Regions from separate parts of the Zea mays genome. Here all the other regions are linked to region 2. The links are chromatin contacts, called in public Hi-C maps. All regions are on one chromosome and are shown on one strand. Each heading gives the region's core, a stretch centred on a gene start, on an enhancer-like site or on the middle of the called end of the contact. The rest is flanking DNA. Distances are from core to core; before and after follow the strand shown. Region 1 holds the start of LOC100193194 (putative thaumatin domain family protein). Region 2 holds the start of LOC606463 (alkaline alpha galactosidase 1). Region 3 has its middle 29 kb from the start of z1B_1.

Region 1 (2,700 bases), core at 102-2,601, 430 kb before region 2:
TACAACCAAACACATTGACTACCTCGTTGATTCGTTCCCAACGTCTTGCTAACCTTGTCTTTCTGTGCTCAAGTAAGCAGAGAAAATGAAGAACGAACCACCCAACGGTGCACACCTGCACCTAGTATTCGTATATGTGTAATTAGTACTTGCAACTTGCAAGCCTAATAATTCACCACAATCACTACTTATGGTGTCCGAAAAGAGTATACACATACAGTTAGGGCATATGATCACCAGTAATCGTGTACGTAATTTACAAGAAAACGATCGAGAATATCAGCAGGTCGGTTTTGTTCTCTTGGAGCATCGTCGTCAGACTGGAAACTGCAGCGCGGAGAAGATGATGGGCGGCAGCAGAAGCAGGAGGAGCTTGGACGTGATCGTCGGCCAAGACCGGCGGCTGGCGTCGCTGCAGACCAGCCGGTTGTTGTGGTACGAGCACGCCTGTTGCTTCCTGAAACATTCGTAGAGTTTGGAGGAGGGCCGGAGGCCGGAGCACAATATATATAGTGGCGAGTGGCGACATCGTCTACCGAGCGTACCTGCTGCTGGCGCAGAAGGTGATGATGTAGTCGGCGCCGGAGCACGTGAAGAGGCTGCTGGCGTCGTCGTAGGCGTAGCTGTAGGCGGTGGGGCAGGCGTCCTTGAACCGCTTGGAGTAGGGCGTGGGCGGGCACGTGGGCTGGCTGCCGAACTTGCCGCGGCAGCAGTACTGGTCGGTGTCGAACACGTCGCACGCGCTGCGGCACGCCACCACGGCGTCCCCGGCGCGCACGGCCAGCTCCGGCGGGCACGTCTGGCGCAGGTCGCCGTCGCATCCCGCCGCGGAGCAGTTGCCGCCGCGCCCGTTCACGGGGCGCACCGTCACGGGCAGGTTGAACCCGTCCACGAGGCTCACGTCGTAGAAGTCGCGGTCGGAGGCCAGCGTGAACTCGGCCAGGCTCACGGGGGTCGCCCCGGACGCGCCGCACCGCAGCGACGTGCCGCACGACCCCGTGGCGCACGTCCCGTTCCCGGACGCGTCGAAGCTGCACCCCGTCCGCCCCCAGATGCGCCCCGACCAGCCCCCCGCCGGCGCCTTGAACACCGCCGACTGCCCCGGCCGCAGCGCGAACCCGCCGCCGCCGAAGCTGTCGCCCGGCGTCGCCGCCGGCCAGATGGTCGTCTTGCACCGGTTGATGATGGTGAACACTCCCGCTGACTCAGCGCCGGGTGGCGAGAGGAAGCAGAGGAAAGACGACGCCACAGCGAGCGCAGCAAGGCCAGGAGCGCATCTTGGTCTGTTCATGCTGCTGCCGGCGGGCCCTTAGCTTGTCCCAATAATAATCCTCCGCAAAACCAGACGTTAGAGGGCCTTCAATGGCCGGTTAGGGACGGTATGCGGATTTATGAATGATGAATACTAGCTCCATGTCCATGCATGGCGAGAAGGAATACGTGAGACGGACGGGGAGGTTGGGCATCGCCGCCGTTGCTTGCATTGCACAGCCTGTTCATTCCATCTCCCTCGTACCACCCTTCCTCGGATTCTTGTTACCATACCATACATATAACATATGCCTCAGATTCTAGCAGAGGAGAACGGACTTACGGACAGCAGGGGCAGGGTGGGCCTTTTTGAACTGCATGCACGTGTTCTTTCTCCTGGACTGCGCCGGACAGGTGGGTGGGGCATCTCTAAGCCGTGTCTGGGACATAACGACATACATGTTCTTTGGTGTCAATGTGTATTTGTGGTCAACAACCATGGTTCAAATATTTTTTTACCATTTAAACTCTGTTGGAGCAGGGAGAGGCGAACGAAAGGAAAAGGATGACACACAGGAATAGATGGCACTCGAAGGAAGAGTACACACGAAGGAAAATTTATATTAGTTAGAAGAGGCCTCGTCCGCCCGTATCTGTCGAAGTCGTAACATTTTTCGACGCATGATCATCCTGATCATAGGTGTACACCACTTACTTCGAGCGACCACTATTGGGTAGCCAAAGAGAGAGCCACACAAGAAGCATCATGAGACGGCTTACAGGACAGAGCCCCGTCCACTCTGAGGCTCAATAACTTGGAAAACACTCGGTGCCTGCCAGGCTCTTGTGCCAAGCTGTGTTAGTCAGTGTAAATGATGAATTTCTTGAGCTGAAGGTAGGAGCACCATTATTCACTAATGTAAATGATCAATTATGCAAAATGGGCTATAACTGTCTATTCACTGATGTAGGTGTTACTGTCTTTAGAAGAAGTGATGATTCAATAGCATTTAAGGGAGTGTTAGATGGTCAGCTATATTTAGTTGATTTTAATGATAACAATGCTGAACTAGACACTTGCTTAATTGCTAAGACTAATATGGGCTGGCTCTGGCATCGCCGACTTGCTCATGTTGGAATGAAGAATCTTCACAAGCTTCTAAAGGGAGAGCACATTTTAGGACTAACAAATGTTCATTTTGAGAAAAACAGGGTTTGTAGCGCATGTCAAGCAGGGAAGCAAGTTGGAGTCCATCATCCATACAAGAACATCATGACAACCGACAGGCCGATCGAGCTACTCCACATGGATCTATTCGGCTCGATAGCTTACATAAGCATCGGCGGGAGTAAGTATTGTCTTGTTATTGTGGATGATTATTCTCGCTTCACTTGGGTATTCTTTTTGCAGGAAAAATCTCAAACCCAAGAGATCCTAAAGAGATTCTT
Region 2 (2,700 bases), core at 79-2,578:
TAATTTTTAAATACGGTAGTTGATTGATGTTTAGTGTCTCGATGTACACTGAATTTTGTCAAAACGTTATTTGATTTAAAATGTGTATGTTTGGATGAACTGATACGAATAGTGGGATTTAACTTTATAGCACCCGTGAATGAGGTCAGGACGAATGGATATTTACTTTAGAGGATAATAAATAAAATTTTATCTTATATATATTCTTATCACCTGATATCTACTACCAAAATCCGACATTTTACCAGTGCACGGATCTTTGCCGAGAGCAACTTATCGAACACTCGGCAAAATTAGCTTTGCCAAATGCCACTCTCGGTGAACTACAACACTCGACACAGACAGTCTTTTGTCGAGTGCAAAACACTTGGCATATAACAACGCTCGGCAAAGGCTAGTTTGTCGAGCGTCAAGCTCTCGGCGAAACAAGGCGTTCGGCAAAGGACGGTCAGCAGTCGTCTACAGTTGACGACAGTTAACTAGGCCGAGTGCCAGACGTTGACACTCGGCAAAAAACCCATTGCTGATGTACTGTTTACTGAGTCCTCTTTGCCAAAAGTAACACTCGACAAAGAGTTTGCCAAGTGTTTTTTGGGAGCAATTGTGTCCGATAGTGATCTATACATCTATGAGGCAATCATATCTTCTTAAGTTCGCTTCGGCACTTAAGATATGTTTTGTTTAGCTTTCTGAACTTGATTCGCTGTTAAAAAAATTAGAATGTCAACCAAATAGATACAGCAGTGGAATAGATTTCTCCAATTTAATTCAGAGTTACCTTCTACTATAGATTTTTCATATTCCTGTTATCCATGTTACACGCCGTTATTGTCTTATAGAATCTATAGTTGAGAGTTATTTTAACCAAATAAATTATAGTTTTTTCATAATTATCAGTTTACAATTATAATCAGATTTTCAGGAATCTAAATTAAAGGAACTCTCGGTACTCTTACTAATATAAGCGACACATTCAGAAAGCAAAACCCATTTCCGTTGCCCTGATGCTCGTCTACTCTACATATGTCTAAAAACTTTAGTTTTGTCCCATGCCAAGGAATGCACATGCACTGAACTTGGACTAGCATAGGGACTGTGGAGAATGGCAGTCACATACTCACATGCACCATCTACCAATCAAAATTCTTCTCCGCACAAGACAAAGAACTCTAGATTCTTCTTCTCCGGGCGAGCTGTACAAGGGTGTTTCACCGCGATGGCGTCACCGGCAGTAAATCCACGCGCGACGTGTCCCGCCACGTCACCCCGCCCCTCCCGTCCCCTGCGAGTATATAAACCCCTCGCCGCCCGGCTACCTCCTCCCGCCAGCATCTCCCTCCGAGTCCAGGGGGCAGGGGCACCATTACCGAGTAGTTTAATTAGTGCTAGTTGTATTACCATTGTTAGTGACTTAATTACCCTCACGCGAAGCACCTTACCTCTGCTAGTCCTCCTACGTCTCTTCTCTTCGCTTAATCTTGGTCGGTGATTTGATTCTTCACTTCTTGCGCGCATTGCAGAGGGTGCTCGGTCTGCAGCTATCTTAGGTTAACCAGTCGTGTGTGGTCTATCGATTTCGATATAGTACTACTGCTCTGTTATAATCAGCGGGAAGGAGGAAGATGACGGTGACGCCACGGATCACGGTGAGCGACGGGCGGCTGACGGTGCGCGGCCGTACGGTGCTCACCGGCGTGCCGGACAACGTGTCGGCGGCGCACGCGGCCGGGGCGGGGCTCGTCGACGGGGCCTTCGTCGGCGCCCACGCCGGCGAGGCCAAGAGCCACCACGTCTTCACCTTCGGCACGCTCCGGTGAGTAGTCGTTCCCCATCAATCGACCGACCCCCTCTTCTCGAGTATTTCCTTCCGCGATAAGAAATGAGGCTGGTTTTTTCATGCGAAACGTCTAGAATCGGAATTTTCGTTTTTTAGTCCAGGAAGATTTTCAAGTACGTAACCTTTTGCGTTTCAAGCTGGTGATGAGATTGAAACAAGGGTAGATTTATGAAATAAATAAACAAATAATTCGTGGCGCCGATCAGGGACTGCCGGTTCCTGTGCCTGTTCCGGTTCAAGCTGTGGTGGATGACGCAGCGGATGGGCGTCTCCGGCCGCGACGTCCCTCTGGAGACCCAGTTCATGCTCGTCGAGGTCCCTGCCAGTGACGGCGACGGCGACGACGCCCCCGCGTACGTGGTGATGCTTCCGCTGCTGGAGGGGCAGTTTCGGGCAGCGCTGCAGGGGAACGACCGCGACGAGCTGCAGATCTGCATCGAGAGCGGTAATCCGTTCCTTCCATGATCACCGGATGAGATAGCAGCTCAGCTCGACTCGACCGATGACGATCACCGGATGGTCATCCTCATCCCTGCAGGGGACAAGGCGGTGCAGACGGACCAGGCCGCGCACATGGTGTACCTCCACGCCGGCGACAACCCCTTCGACACCGTCACCGCCGCCGTCAAGGCGGTGGAGAAGCACCTGCAGACGTTCCACCACCGCGACAAGAAGAAGCTGCCGTCGTTCCTCGACTGGTTCGGCTGGTGCACCTGGGACGCCTTCTACACCGACGTCACCGCCGACGGCGTCAAACACGGCCTTCAGAGGTACGCGCGCTCTGTCCGCTCTTGCGTGTCAGTGACTCCTCCGTGCCAACGTGCCGTCCTGACGCGGCAACTCTCCTCTGCTTTTGCAGCCTG
Region 3 (2,700 bases), core at 128-2,627, 280 kb before region 2:
ATTATGATTTTTTCGATAAAACAACTATTTTATTAGCCATTAGACAAATTAATGATTAATTAATTAAATAAAACATGTGACACATAATATATTGAATAAATAACAATTCGGAGATGTAACACTCAAAATTCTGATTTTTGCGATTAGTAAAAGAAATCAAAGGAAAGTGTCCTAATAAATAATTATACTATGGATTTTTTAAAAAAATAAATATTAATATTAAAACAATGTCAGTTAAAATAAAATAGAAACATAAATTCAGTTTGTAAGTTATAAGAAATAAATAATAAAAATAGTTTAAATTTGTTAGAATGGATTATTTTCCTTCAAGTACTATTTTTTAGTAACTCTTGATAAATATTTGCTATTGGGTAAATATCTCCTTTACTAAATGTATATCCAGAGGCATTCATTTAAATAAGAAATAAATAAATAAACTTAAATTTCGCATTCATGCTAGATATTTTGATTGTGTATTAAATTTGAATTTTGAAACCTTAGCTCGGATTTGAATTTGAAATTTGTAAATCAAAATGAAAATAGGAAAAGAAAAGAAAAGGAACAAATCCCTGCTGTTGGGCTGAATTCCTTGGCTCGGCCCACTAGCTTCACCCGGCCCATTCCCGCTCTTACGCGCGCGGCCCGCCAGCAAACACACCCGCGCGCCTTGCGTCACCGCTGTGTGGACCCCGCTGGTCGGCCTCACGCCTGACGCGAACTCTCGGACCGGTGTGTCGAACAGGTAGGGACCATAGTCCAGGTTCTCTCTTCCACGATGCTGCGTTAGCCACTGTGTTGTGGGGCCATCCTATCGGATCGGTCTTCTTCACCCCGCACGGGCCGCTCGGGATAATGTGTGTGCCTCGATTCCGTGGCAGAGCCCCAGTCCCGCACACCAGAAATCTATTATTCTGGGGGGATCTCCGACGTGTGGGGCCGGCTCATCAGGTTTTTCTCCACGCTTGTACCCGTTTGCAAACAGCCACCGGAGTTCATGGGGTCCCGATCCAGCCTGACACCAATCGGCCTTTCCTCAAATCCGGAATATAATAAAAACCGCCCCTCCATAATCTCCTCGTCCATTGAATCTAATCGTCGTAGCAACCCAAGCCAAGAACACACGGGCAGGTGAGAGCGACCGAGAGAGAGCAGAGAGATGATCCGTCGTTGGGCATTCGCGCATTGGCCCTCGTCGGGGACTTGTGGTCGGGTCTCTGCGCCGCTGCTATGTTCAGCGAGATGGATGTCGACATCTGGACCGTTGATCTTCTGTAGTGCGGCTAGGATTAAATTCTTCCGTTACTGGTTGGGGTATGGAATCTGCACCGTCCGATCGGGAGAGAGCGGTTGAGATTAGTTTGAGCGTACCCCTTCGACCTATTGAATATGCGTCGTTCGATCTGGATCGGAGGACACTGACTGCGTACCGGTTCGTGAAGGCTATGATCTAATCCGATCCGTAGATTGGTGATCCAACGGTCGAGTAATAACCATACCCCTTCAACCCGGATAGTATGCAATTTAGCCCCTGCCCTTCTCTACAATTGAACCCGCCGTCCAAACACATTGAAAAATAAATTGCATATCAGTCCAAAACTTTACGGATTTGACCTTGGGCTTTTAAACAATAGGCACTGCAGTCCATTAAATATGGATTATTAATAAATTAGATCCGAAAATGATTTTTAGTGTTGAAATAATCCAAAAAGCCTGGAAAATTTATAACTTCCACGTTTTAACTCCGATTTAATCCCTCCAAATTGCGTTAGCTTCGTAATAAAATTATCTACACATTAGTAACCCTACTTTATCATGTAACACGTTTTTAAATAATTAATATGTTTACCCTAGGTTCATCGGATTAACTTCTCTAATTAGAATTAAAGTAATGTTTTCAGTCCCTAGTTATGATTTAGCTAAAATATGTCTTCTAATCAAGTTATAACTTGGATTAGAATTAAATTAATGGTTTCTTAGGAATATCTTTCTCACATGATTCATTAATCAACATAGACATAGTTTTCATATTCGATCACATAAAACTTATGAAAATCATAACTTTATAACCGTAACTCCGATTTTAGTGTTTGTTGAACCTAGATTTTCATTACGATGCGTAGGATATTATTATGTAGTTTGTTCTCATGTTTGGAGTGATGTTAATTTTTGCCTATACCATGTTTGTGTGTATTGCTACGACTAGCAGCGAGGTTACGAGTCATCTGAAGACTAAGTTGGTACCTGGAATCTCATGTCTAAGGCAAGTTGTGCCCTTGATCACTTTTCTTTACCCAATAATGTTTTTGTCAATCACTGTGACATGCTCAGGTTAATCTGATGGGACCTAATAGATTTTCCTAGACTTGTTTATCTCACACCTTATTTACCACTGAACTTTTGGGTAGTTATGCTATTGCTCTATCTGGTTTTGGCATTAATATTACATTATTACCATGTTCCAATGATACTATTGTTTTAATTGTTGTTCAAGTGAGATTATCTCATTATTCAAAAGACAATGTGTACTCCTTATTTTTCCCTCAGGGTTTTTAAGGAGATAATATTTTGGAGGATAAATTGTAGATTATCAAATGGACTTGGATTGATCAAGGGGGAGTATTACAAAATATTGTGTACAAAGTGATCAACTCCTCCCCTGGCAGTTTTCTCCCAAGGGACACACTCCTTGAGAGACACTGC

Evidence for each region. A called contact is a pair of places that touch in the nucleus more often than the background predicts.
Region 1: a Hi-C map of ear shows a contact between it and region 2, with 2.6 times the contacts expected there. The contact joins the promoter of LOC100193194 here to the promoter of LOC606463 in region 2. A contact is called at or near these places in 2 of 25 Hi-C or Micro-C datasets (both in ear).
Region 3: a Hi-C map of ear shows a contact between it and region 2, with 2.5 times the contacts expected there. The contact joins the enhancer-like site here to the promoter of LOC606463 in region 2. A contact is called at or near these places in 5 of 25 Hi-C or Micro-C datasets (bundle sheath, ear, leaf and 1 more) and 1 of 3 datasets of contacts at active chromatin or transcription factors (leaf).

What each region holds. Positions count from the first base shown.
Region 1 is chr7:19,151,206-19,153,905 of Zm-B73-REFERENCE-NAM-5.0, forward strand. It overlaps LOC100193194 (putative thaumatin domain family protein), which reads right to left and starts at 1,352. Exons shown (of 1, transcript NM_001138349.2): 1 at 135-1,352. The coding sequence starts at 1,291. The coding sequence ends at 533.
Region 2 is chr7:19,579,228-19,581,927 of Zm-B73-REFERENCE-NAM-5.0, forward strand. It overlaps LOC606463 (alkaline alpha galactosidase 1), which reads left to right and starts at 1,329. Exons shown (of 7, transcript NM_001154078.2): 1 at 1,329-1,813; 2 at 2,044-2,282; 3 at 2,376-2,607; 4 at 2,697-2,700. The coding sequence starts at 1,623.
Region 3 is chr7:19,298,219-19,300,918 of Zm-B73-REFERENCE-NAM-5.0, forward strand. No RefSeq gene overlaps it. Among protein-coding and RNA genes, the nearest start is that of z1B_1, 29 kb to the left of the region's middle. Within about 2 kb of position 1,378, at least 18 of the 20 cell types and tissues checked have an H3K27ac peak or open chromatin away from gene starts, as enhancers often do. A contact at or near this core is called in bundle sheath, ear, leaf and 1 more, where this site is marked.